2 separate regions of the Rattus norvegicus genome follow, and region 2 is linked to region 1. A link is a contact called in public Hi-C data. All regions are on one chromosome and are shown on one strand. Each heading gives the region's core, a stretch centred on a gene start, on an enhancer-like site or on the middle of the called end of the contact. The rest is flanking DNA. Distances are from core to core; before and after follow the strand shown.

The links. Hi-C and Micro-C count contacts between places; a contact is called where the count stands out from the background.
Region 2: a contact with region 1 is called in a Hi-C map of prefrontal cortex, with 2.0 times the contacts expected there. The contact joins the enhancer-like site here to the promoter of Prmt8 in region 1. A contact is called at or near these places in 3 of 12 Hi-C or Micro-C datasets (Schwann cells, frontal cortex and prefrontal cortex).

The regions. Positions count from the first base shown.
Region 1 is chr4:162,300,940-162,306,145 of GRCr8, forward strand. It overlaps Prmt8 (protein arginine methyltransferase 8), which reads right to left and starts at 2,406. Exons shown (of 10, transcript NM_001271385.1): 1 at 2,332-2,406. The coding sequence starts at 2,406. It overlaps LOC102548836 (a long non-coding RNA gene), which reads right to left. Exons shown (of 3, transcript XR_353658.5): 3 at 3,517-5,206.
Region 2 is chr4:162,463,022-162,468,842 of GRCr8, forward strand. Tspan11 (tetraspanin 11) reads left to right here. Exons shown (of 8, transcript NM_001024262.1): 3 at 809-1,000. Among named protein-coding and RNA genes, the nearest start is that of Tspan11, 41 kb to the left of the region's middle. Within about 2 kb of position 4,375, at least 18 of the 93 cell types and tissues checked have an H3K27ac peak or open chromatin away from gene starts, as enhancers often do. A contact at or near this core is called in Schwann cells and prefrontal cortex, where this site is marked.

The DNA of each region.
Region 1 (5,206 bases), core at 1,156-3,655:
GGAAGCACTGCTTTGCTCTTAGCTTATTCCAAAAACAGCCCGTTCCTGGAGGAAAACCAAGCAGTAGTCACGAGGCCTGTATGCCTCACTGGGCACGTTTGACCAAGTCTGTGTACCATCCTTTCTCCAAGGAAGTTGCTGAAAGCTGAGTCTCCTCTGTCCCACTTTGATTCATTGTCATCCAGGAGGACAGCTGGGTCTCTCTCTCTCTCTCTCTCTCTCTCTCTCTCTCTCTCTCTCTCTCTCTCTCTCTCTCTCTGCGACGTCGTCGTTCCCCCCCCCACCCCCACCCCTGCCACCGCCGCCTCTACCGCTGTTTTCATTGATGCCTTGAGCAGAGCTGGCATGTGCGACTGCTGAGAAGGGGGAGCGCAGAGCAGCGGGGGAAGCAAGTAAAAATAGCCTGTCGCGCGTCGCTCTGCCTGCTCCGGACGCCTTTAACCCTCACCGAGGTGGAGGGAGCCGCAGCCGCCACTGCACACTGCGGAACGTGGCCTGGGTCCGCACTAGACCCCCACGCGCCAGCCCAGGTGGTGGTGGACTAGGACCCAGGAAAACTTTTTATTTTTATATATATATTTTTTAAGACAAGTAAAGATGAGGTGGGATAGGGAAACAACAGGGGAGAGCTATAGTTACGGGGCTGCAGGGACTGCTACGAGCTGGCTGGCCCAACACTTCACCAGTGAGCGGCCTTGAGACTCCAAGCTATTTTTAGAAACCTGTTCGGCGGGTGGGCGATCAGAGGGCTGAGGGGGAGGGGAATGCTGAGCGTCTGGTGCTATACTCGGTTTCAAAGACTCTGCTCTCAGGTTCGGTTGAGGAACGACATGCAGGATATCTTTGCCCTAACTCAAGGAGAAGACATTAGCTGCTGTATGCCCGGCGCCTTCAAACCCCAGATCGTGTTTGTTTCAAAATCGACAGTTGCCAGAAGCATGCTGCCTCTAGTGCCCAGGGAATGGGGGTTCTTTAGCTTTGCTGCCTATACGGTGGGGTGGGGGATGAGTTGTGACCTCTAGGAAAGAAAGCCAGGAAGGGTCTTCACGTTGTTTTTGCATTCCCAAAAGGCCTGGACAGTCTCCGCGCCACACCCCCATCCCCGCCCCACGCTGCATATGGGTTACCGTATGTGAAATGTACGGCAGCCCCACCAGACACTGGACTATTAATAGAGCCCTGGAGTTTGCTCTGTGTCTTTTTCCTGCCACCGAATAAGGGATGATCACACACACCCCACTCCGCCCCCACCTCGGCGCACAGTTCCTCTGTGAAGGTAAGGGGGCTGCCCACGCCGATCCCTTCATGACTACAGGTGCCCAAAGCCAAGGAACAATCCCATTGTGATGACAGCGGGGTCAGAGCGAGGCGAAAGAACACACTTGCTCGGGACGCAAAGACCCGCTGGGCTCTCTGCAGCTCAGGGCCAACTCCGGAGAAGAGAAAGGGCAGATATGGGGCGGCCGTAAGGGCTGCGGAAGACGGAGGGCAAGAGTATCATTTGCGGACCTAGAGCGGCCTCCTTAAAAGCTGCTGCGGGACAAGTGACCGCAGACCCGTTTCGCGCTGCAGCCCCGGGCATGCATCCCCCTCCGCCTGTGTAGGCTCGGCTGCGGCAGGCGCGGGCGCTGTCCCTGGTGCTGAATGGGGCCGTGGTCCCTGCGCCCTCCCAGGGTTCCGCTCTCCCGTGGCGCCTTCAGCACCCTTGGACTACAGACCTCGGGTCCGGCCCCGCTATGGCCTGGGGACTGCGGGGGAGGTCAGGTGCAGGTGCTTAGTACTGCCACCAGGTTGGCCCCCTGAGGCCGGGAGCTCTCCACGGTGTTGCAGGGACCCGTAGCTTGGGGACCGCCTCGAGCTTGAAGGGTAAAGTCCAGGCAGCGGTGGGAGACAGTCGATGCACTGCAGGGAGCAGACCTGGCCCTAATATAACCCGCCCCAGCTCTGCGTAAAGCCGGGATCCGGGATCACTATCGGAATCCAGTGCACAGGGGCAGAGGAGCGGGACTGCCCAAGGTTTGGGACTTAGGGGAACAGAAAGGGAGCAGCGGGTGGCAGGAGAGGGTGATGGGGCTGAAAGCGACTCAGATTTTCAAGAGGGAAAGGAGCTGAGACGTGCACCGTCGCCCCCCACACATACTCCTACACTTCTCTCTCTCTCTCTCTCTCTCTCTCTCTCTCTCTCTCTCTCTCTCTCTCTCTCGGCAGGGACAAGCGGGATGGGGAAAGTTTGGCACCACGGAGGTGGTGGTGGCAGCAACCAGCGGCGGCTCACAGGGGTCCCGATAGGAGGCAGGGTCGCCGAAAACCCCGGCCCGGTCGCCTCCTTACCTCCGTGCTTTCGACTGCGTTCTCCGCCATTTTCCTCCGGAGGAGCAGGCAGCGGGAGGAGTGTTTCATGCCCATAAGAGCCAACAAGGGTTTGGGGATTCGAGATAGTAAAGAACGAGAGAAGGCTGATGTGGCTTTAAAAGAGAGCCTAAGAATGCAAGAGGAGGGGGGGCAAAAATCCCAGCCAGCCCCTCTGCCGGAGCGTCCTCCGCGACAATCGAGCTCTGTGGAGTCCCTCCTGCGGTCGCCACTTTGTTCACGTTTCCTCGCTCTTCATCTGCCTCGCATCCCTTCGCACACTTGCAAGTTCTGGTCGCGCTCACGACCCCCTCCGCGCCCCTCTCCCCTGCGCGGCCGGCTGGGCGGGAGGGAGGGAGGCGGCCCCGCGGGCTCGCCGGTGGCAGAGGCAGCAGCTCCGAAGTCCGGCAGGCGGGTGGCGGACGCCAACTCTCCCAACTTCTGCCGATCTCTGGGCGAAGCAACACGCGTCCTGCTCGACGCTCCCGGGGGCTGAGCGGGTGAGTGGGGGCGGGGTGGGAGGTGCGCGGGAGCGAGCGGCGGCGGGGCGCTGACGGCGGGGACCCCCAGCCCGCCCCCGTGCCCGGGACCGCGGGGTCTGGGGGCCGCCTGCGCTCGGCTGCGCTCCTGGCGCGGCGCACACCTGGCACGGGGGCTAGGGCTGCGCGCACGCTGCAGGGCCGCGCGCCAGGCTCCGGGAAGCAGGCGTCCGCGAAGCTGCTGGAGATTCTCAGCCCAGTACAAGTCCTTCTAACGATGGCAAGCACCGGACAAGACTCAGCCACGGTTACCTAGTGTCTACTCCCCCCGCCCCCCCCCCGTCGATTCCTGGATCCTTCCTGAGCGGATCACTGTTTGGGGCGTGAAAAGGGTGGGTGTCTGAATGGGAGGGGACAGTCCTTAACTCCTTCAACTCTAGGCCCTCTCTATCTAGCTTTTCTTCACCCTCAGGACCCAAGACCAGAAGGCCTTCAAACCCCTCGCAGGAGGACTGGGTTGAAGTGAAGGTGGCCACCCGAGGTGGCTTGGGAAAACAAGAACAAATCAATAAAAGGGCCCGCGGTCTAGCTCCCCTACCCACGTCTTGCCTGTCAGCCCCTCCCCCACCCGGGGCCCACACGTTTCTCTCCCCCCTCCCCGCAGCCCCTCCCCCACCTTCACCCTCTCCTGAAGTCCCTTTTATGGGAGAGAGCTGTGAGGATGTCACGTACCCATTAGGATTCTCTCGCTCCTTTTTTTAAGGGAGTTTGGGCGGCAGCGGGGGGTGTGAATTTTTATACAATGCATTCCTGTCTTCACTTTGAGAGCTTTTTTCTCTCTTTCGGGCCATCTGTCAGGCACTGAGGGATAGAACAATGGGGGAGGGAGGCCTCACTCAGGACTCTTTAGCTGGCTACCTCAGGGAAAGCTGAACCTTCAGGCTTTCCGGCCCACAGGGTCAAGGTCGGGGTCCTCACAGATGTGCCGGGAGCATTCTGCCCCCTCCATCTCAGTTCTTATTTGAGTTATTTAAACCAAATGCCCTGTTTAGTCTGATCATAACCTTTGATAGCCAGGAAGTGTACGAGTGACTGTCCTCAACTAACCCAGGTTCATTGAGGAAAAGGGCCAAAACCCGGCTCGGCATGATAGATACTTCTATTAGACCAAGATTCTCAGGCACAGAGAAGAGACACTGCGGTGAGCAGAGGTGAAGAGTGAAAAACAGGAAGAGGATGGAGATAAGAAGGATTAAAGAAAATGTAGCAAGAAGCTTGGGTTAACCACATCTATAATCCCAGTAAATTCACCTCAACCTTCTCAGTCCACAGACCTGAATTCGAGTTGGGCGTGAATGAGCAGAGTCTTGGCAATGCCTGGTCCTTCTTCACTCCCATCCTGCCACACGTTGTATGGGGTAGGGGACATAAGTGCCTCTAAAAAGTGACTTTTACCCTTCGGTACCTTCTTTTTCCCCCGTAAGTATCTTCCCTCAGATACGAAGACTCTGAGATGCTGGATCAAAAGAGGCTTAGTACTTGTGCAATCAAATAAGACCAGAATAGCAAGATCCCCACCCACACATTGGGCCAGTCCTCTTACAGGTAAGGACTCCAGATGAAAGAGAAGGGGACATTTGTCTAAGGTCCCTCAACAAGCTGCAGGAGTTTAGGAAAACAGCTCCCCAGCCAACCGACTTTCAACCCAACACTGTCCCCACCCCACACTCCTTCTGCTTGTTCATCCATTCTGTGACTAACAGGGGAGGAGGGGAGCTGAAGCAGGCTCCCACCGAAATAGGCTGCTGTTGTGCGTGATTATGTTGCTATGAGAACCTCAGTGGGGGTGTTTCCTCAGTTCTCTGTTGAAATCTTTTACTGTGCTTGGCTTCTCCCCAAGTACAGACACAGCTCCTGTTGGAATGGGAAAGGGACTTGGAGAGCTGTGTTTTTACAGCAAGAGTTTTCTATTCCAACTCAAAGGCAGCCTGGGGCACAGAAATATCTAGGCCACTAGGGTTGCTCTGCAGTGACCAGAGGAAAGCATGGTGACCTATCACAGTTGATGCTCCACCCCTCCTGGAAAACACTTGGAACGGAAATTCTGCCCCTGCTGTGCATCCATCTAATTACAAATTCACAAATCACTGAAAGGTGGAGTTTGGAGTGGTTTGGTACTCCTGAATATCAGAGGTAGAGAGATGGCCTAGGCCTACACACACACACACACACACACACACACACACACACACACACACACACACACAGAGAGAGAGAGAGAGAGAGAGAGAGAGAGAGAGAGAGAGAGACACGTATGCCCATACAAGAATTACATGAACACCCACCTCCTAGGGCGGTGAAAATCTATGGTGAATGAA
Region 2 (5,821 bases), core at 3,125-5,624, 160 kb after region 1:
GCAAGAAGAAGTTGACCTTCCCAGGATCAGAGGGCAGAGCTTCTTAGAAATCCCAAGCCCTGGGAAAATAGCTCTCCTAGTCCATGTGTGGCACCTGTAGTACACACATGGAGTGTAGATGCATTCTTCTAAGCATCGCCCCCACCAAAGCGATTCTTTGGCCTCATGATCCCTGGATGCCACTTCTAGTTGTACTCCACGACACTCTTCCTCAGCAGCAGTTCTCAGACCAGCAAGGTCCTATCCCAGAGCCATCTCAAGGCCAAACTGGACAGTTAACTCCCTCCCTATTCTGTGCAGGAGTATGAGGAGTATGGACGCGTTTCCAAGGAGCAGGCACTGTGGACACATCCTAGCTCTGCGTCACTCCTGGATCTATCCCTCCTAGAAGCGAGACCTCAAGCAGGGCACTTTTCTTCAATAGTTCTGTTTCTTCAGCTGCCGCCCAAATGTGAGCATGGACCAGCATGAAAGGCTCTCTGGGAAATTTTCGGAGAGACCAAGGAGCATACTGAGGAAGAGAGAGCCCAGAATGGCATGGGGAAGGCAAAGGGGCTTCATCCCTGGTCAGTAAGAAGCATAGATTTGGGCTCAGACTTAGATTCGAAATTCCTCTGCACCTGTGAGGGACTTATAAACTGAAATTTTATAAACTGAAACTTTATAAACTGAAATTCCCTCCCCCTTTAGACCCTTTTGAAGACTAATTGACAAGGGGCCTGATAAGTATCTGTTGCCCAGTGGACACTAGTCAGAAGGCAGCTGTCAAAGCCTCAGGCGCCACCTGACCGGCCTTGTGTCTCTGCAGGTAGGTGGGGCAGCTGTCATGGCCGTGGGTATCTGGACACTGGTGGAGAAGAGTGTTTACCTCAGCATCTTGGCCTCCAGCACGTTTGCTGCCTCTGCCTACGTCCTCATTTTCGTTGGCGGTCTTGTCATGACAACTGGCTTCCTGGGCTTCGGGGCCATCATCCGGGAGCAGAAGAGCTGTCTCTCCACAGTGAGTGATCTCCTGTCCCTGTGTGGAAGCTGTCTTTCCACAATGAGTGTCCTTCCATGGAAAGTGTGTGCTTGTGCTAGGTGGGGGCAGGGAAGGACACCACACATGCTCCCCAGGGCACTGAGGACACTAAGGAGCCAGAGCAGAGTGGCTTCTGTGATGTCTGAGATGGTTCTGCTTCTTCTTCCTCTTCTTCCTCTTCCTCTTCTTCCTCCTCTTCCCCCTCTTCTTCCTTTTCATCCTCTTTGTCCTTTTCCTCTTCTTCCTCTCCCTCTTCTTCCCCCTCTTCCCCCTCTTCTTCCTCCTCTTCCCCCTCTTCCCCCTCCTCTTCCCCCTCCTCTTCCCCCTCTTCTTCTTCCTCTTCTTCCTCTTCTTCCTCCTCTTCCCCCTCTTCTTCTTCCTCTTCTTCCCCCTCTTCTTCCTTTTCATCCTCTTCTTCCTCTTCTTCCTCCTCTTCCCCCTCTTCTTCCTCCTCTTCCTCTTCTTCCTCCTCTTCCTCATCTTCTTCCTCTTCCTCTTCCTCCTCTTCTTCCTCTCCTTTTCTTTCCTCTCTTCTTCCAATTCTTCCTTCATTTTACACCTCCTCTTCCTCCCCTAATCTTCCCCTTTCTTCTTCTGCTCTTTCCTGGTCACCCTCGCCTGGGACACAGCCTCCCAATGTCTTGCTCTCTGTTGTAGAGCAGCCCCAGACACTACGTCAGCTGTGTTTCATATGTCTCTTGACCCTAAGGGTCCTTTGTCATGGCTAAAATCAATCAATATTCAGTTCTTAATATTACAAAATAATGAGGTGGCTTCTGATTTCCCCAGCTGATCCAAGATGTGTTGTTTCTTTTTGTTTGTTTAATTGAGCCCAGGTGTTAAATCAGCTGATTTGTCTCTGCTGTCTTCTATCTCTGAGGGTGGTCACCCTACTCTACTTGTTTAAAGATTGAGTTTTGGTTCTATAGATTTCTAGCTGCTGCTGCTTCTTCTTCTTCTTCTTCTTCTTCTTCTTCTTCTTCTTCTTCTTCTTCTTCTTCTTCTTCTTCTCCTCCTCCTCCTCCTCCTCCTCCTCCTCCTCCTCCTCTTTCTCCTCTTCCTCCTCCTCCTCCTCCCCCTCCTCCTCCTCCTCCTCCTCCTCCTACTTCTTCTTCTTCTTGGATATACCCCCCCCATGTGTTGCTTAATAGGTCCTTATGGCAGTGCCGTGGGAAGGACAGTCAGGCTTAACTGACTTGATCATTTGTAAAGCATATTCCATGGCTAGCATTTGTAGGCACCACAGCCTTCATGGCAGCTTCTTCCTGGGGGTCTGGGGAAACACCCATAGCATCTATGCAGGGCCAGGAAAGAGGCCAGGGAGGAGCCAGCAGGGACCCCGAGGCTGAGAACACCTCAGGTTCTACAAACCCAGTTCTCTGACACCCTTTGTCTGTGACTGACTCTAGCCTCTGTCCCCACCCCAGACTAAGCCTAATGTTCAGAAGAGAAGAAACAGCAGAGAAAACTGGGGGGGGGGGCAGCTTGGGCTTTGTCAGGAAACCTAAGCTGCAGAATAGATCCAACTTTCAAAGAGAAATCAGGCTGAGCCTGAACGAAAGCAGGCAGTGGGAAGAAGCTCCAAAGGGCTCTTGAGTTACCTGTACCCACTCTGCATCCCAGCCCCACCACCCACCATAGACCATAGACTGTGCAGTTCTGTCTTGCACTCATCCTAGGGAGTGGAAGGCAGGGCTTGCAGCGGGAAACCTGAGGCCTGGCCCCTGCAGCAGCTCTCAAAGCAGCGACCTAGTTTTTGGCCTGGATATAAAAGCCGCTCTATGCAGACCCAGCTGGATGGTGCTCCCGTTTTGAAGAATTCCTTCATTTGACTCTGGGGAAGAGCTTCGACCCAGGGTGCTGGCAGGGTACATGCTGATATGTAGGCTAAAGTTCTTCAGGAGGTGTACTAGGAGGTACCTTCCAGAGTGGAGCAAGGGTAGTGAGAGCAGACACAGTCTGCTGGTCATCCCTCACATGGCAAGAGCATGGTCATTCCTTGAAGCCCATATGAACTGGCTCTTGGAACAGCACACACACACACACACACACACACACACACACACACACACACACACCTACACCTAAAGCCTTATAGTCAAGTGCCTTATATAGAATGGTGTGATATTCATATACATTCCATATCCATACTCTTTAAAAATCTTTAGCTCCTGTCCTGGCTGGTTTTGTGTGTCAACCTGACACAAACTGAAGTTATCACAGAGAAAGGAACCTCCCTTGAGGAAATGCCTCCATGAGACCCAGCTGTAAGGCATTTTCTCAAGTCACTACTTGAGATCAAGGGTGGGAGGGCCCATTATGGGTGATGCTATCCCTGGGCTGGTGGTCTTGGGTTCTATAAGAAAGCAAGCTGAGCAAGCCAGGGGAAGCAAGGCAGTAAGAAACATCCGTCCATGGCCTCTGCATCAGCTCCTACTTCCTGACCTGCTTGAGTTCCAGTCTTGACTTCCTTTAGTGATGAACAAGAATGTGGCAGTGTAAACTAAATAAACCCTTTCCTCTCCAACTTGCTTCTTGGTCATGATGTTTTGTGCAGGAATAGGAACCCTGACTAAGACAGCTACTTATTATACCAAATACAATGCAAGTGCCACACAAATAATTGTGCCTTATCATTAAAGGACTAATGGTGACATTCTGTACACACTAAGTGTAGCAGACCCTGTCTCCTCCACATGCACCCAAGGCTGGTTGACTCCATGGATGTAGAAAGCCAAGTCTTTCTCCAACAGATGGTGAAGAGTTGGCCACCTAAGGTCCCTGAGAGACTTTGGCATGTCCCAGATCTGACCACTCTGCTGGAGGAAGACACTGGGTCATAAGAATTCAAGCAGAGGACTGTCCTACGCTTCAGCGACCAGCCCTCGTGGGGACTGAGTCTCAGGGAGATGCGATTATCAGGTCCAGAGAAAGATCTTTCCTTGGGAGGCTCAGTCCCTGGGTCCGTGTCCTGCTGTACTTTGAGAGGCCTGAGATTCTAGATGAGCTGTTGTCCCTGTCCCTAGAGCCTGTCCCAGAAAGGCAGGCGTCTGAGTCCTGTGCTTCCTTCCTTCCTACCATGGACTGCCTTACAGGGCATCTCAGGGAACATGAGGTAGAGGAGGAGCCATCTGCTGGGGAGACCAGGGCTCCCTCCTGACAGCCTGAGAAAGAATGCAGACACTGTCCCTTAAGGACCCAGCTTCTGACTCAGCCACCATCTAGGGGGTGAGGTGTCCCCAGCAGCTTCAGGAAGCAGCCTCTGCTGACTAGGCACAGCTTGCTGACGACACAGATGGCCACTGTTCGCTGAGCACCGCGCCGGCTGCTTCTCACACTCCACCAACCCTGCGAAGGCACTGCCATCTGCCCATCCTCTGTGCTCTCAGCCCTGGTGCCTGCTCACTCACTCAGGCCTCACATGCCCACAGAGCTTCTCAGGCTCCTGATGTGCACTTGACAGGAGCTGGGGAGCAGGTACAGGTGCCGAGAGGGGTCACTGGGAGGAGCACCAGGGAGCAGGTTTAGCCAAGCAGATAGGAGGCAGAAAGCAATCACATTGTCAGGAAAGGAGAGAGAGAAAGAGAGAGAGAGAGAGAGAGAGAGAGAGAGAGAGAGAGAGAGAGAGAGAGAGAGACCAGAGTTGCCTTTGAGTGTTAGCAGGTCAGAGCCAAAGGAGATTGGGAAGGGAAATTATGATAGGGTCTAGTCTTAGCTGCCTGGTCCTCCTGGTTACTAGTTACTTCAGTGCTCACAACCTGTGAGGGTGTTGAGGCAGTGGAAAAATACAACGAACTCCTGTAGGAAGGAGCAAATGGTCCATCTCCTATGATCTGACCTAGTATACCTCCTGTCCCCAGAGGGGCAAGATTCACTCTTTTTTACAGCTGAGGCGTTAAGACCCAAAGATACAGAGTGGCTGAACCCAGGATGCAGGACTCCCCTCTACAGCCCACTTCCCCTCAAGGCAGGAGCTCCATGGTTCAACAGTCAGGTCTAGAATTTGCCCAGAAAGTTACGTAGAAGTAAGGGTAGTGTATGATCTCCAAGTATGCTCTTAGATAGAGATACAAGATAGGGCAGGCTGGGGCTGGGGATTTAGCTCAGTGGTAGAGCGCTTGCCTAGCAAGCGCAAGGCCCTGGGTTTCGGTCCTCAGCTCCAGGAAAAAAAAAAAAAGATAGGGCAGGCTGTTGGTCCACCTATGACTACATGTGTGTATGTGCACTTGCACAAGTATATGCATGTGTGCGCGCGCGTGTGTGTGTGTGTGCACACACACATACACACACATTCTGAATGTTTTTCAGTATATTCTAGAACTTTCTCTGTGCTCCACCTGGGGTGTGGGGTGTAAGGGCCCCCTTCAGGGATTACCCACTCCCATGTTACAGAGCCACCCTTCCTAAACGCGTGCTGTCACCCTGGCAGTCCTTGTGTTACATGGCCAATATTTCTACTTTGGAGTGAATCGGGGAACAAGTTACCAGAAATCGCCCTACATTCTTGGCATTTCGTTTGGAAAAAGACACTAGCCTGTGCCCTGCTAGGGGAATCAAAGGTATAGAAAACAGTCAGTGTGTAAGGTAGATAAGACCCTGCCCCAGAGTTGTGACTTCATCAGGCTTTGTGGTCCAGCTCTGGCTAAGAAAGAATGGAGAGAGAGTAATGCCCTTGGGAAGGGGCTGACAGGAAAGTGTGCTGGGTGTGAGAGGAGGACGGTTCATTTCTGCAGGTCACTGGGTTTTCCTCCATTGGAATCTGAGCTCATTTCAATTGAAGTCCTTTCTCAGTGAGCCCAG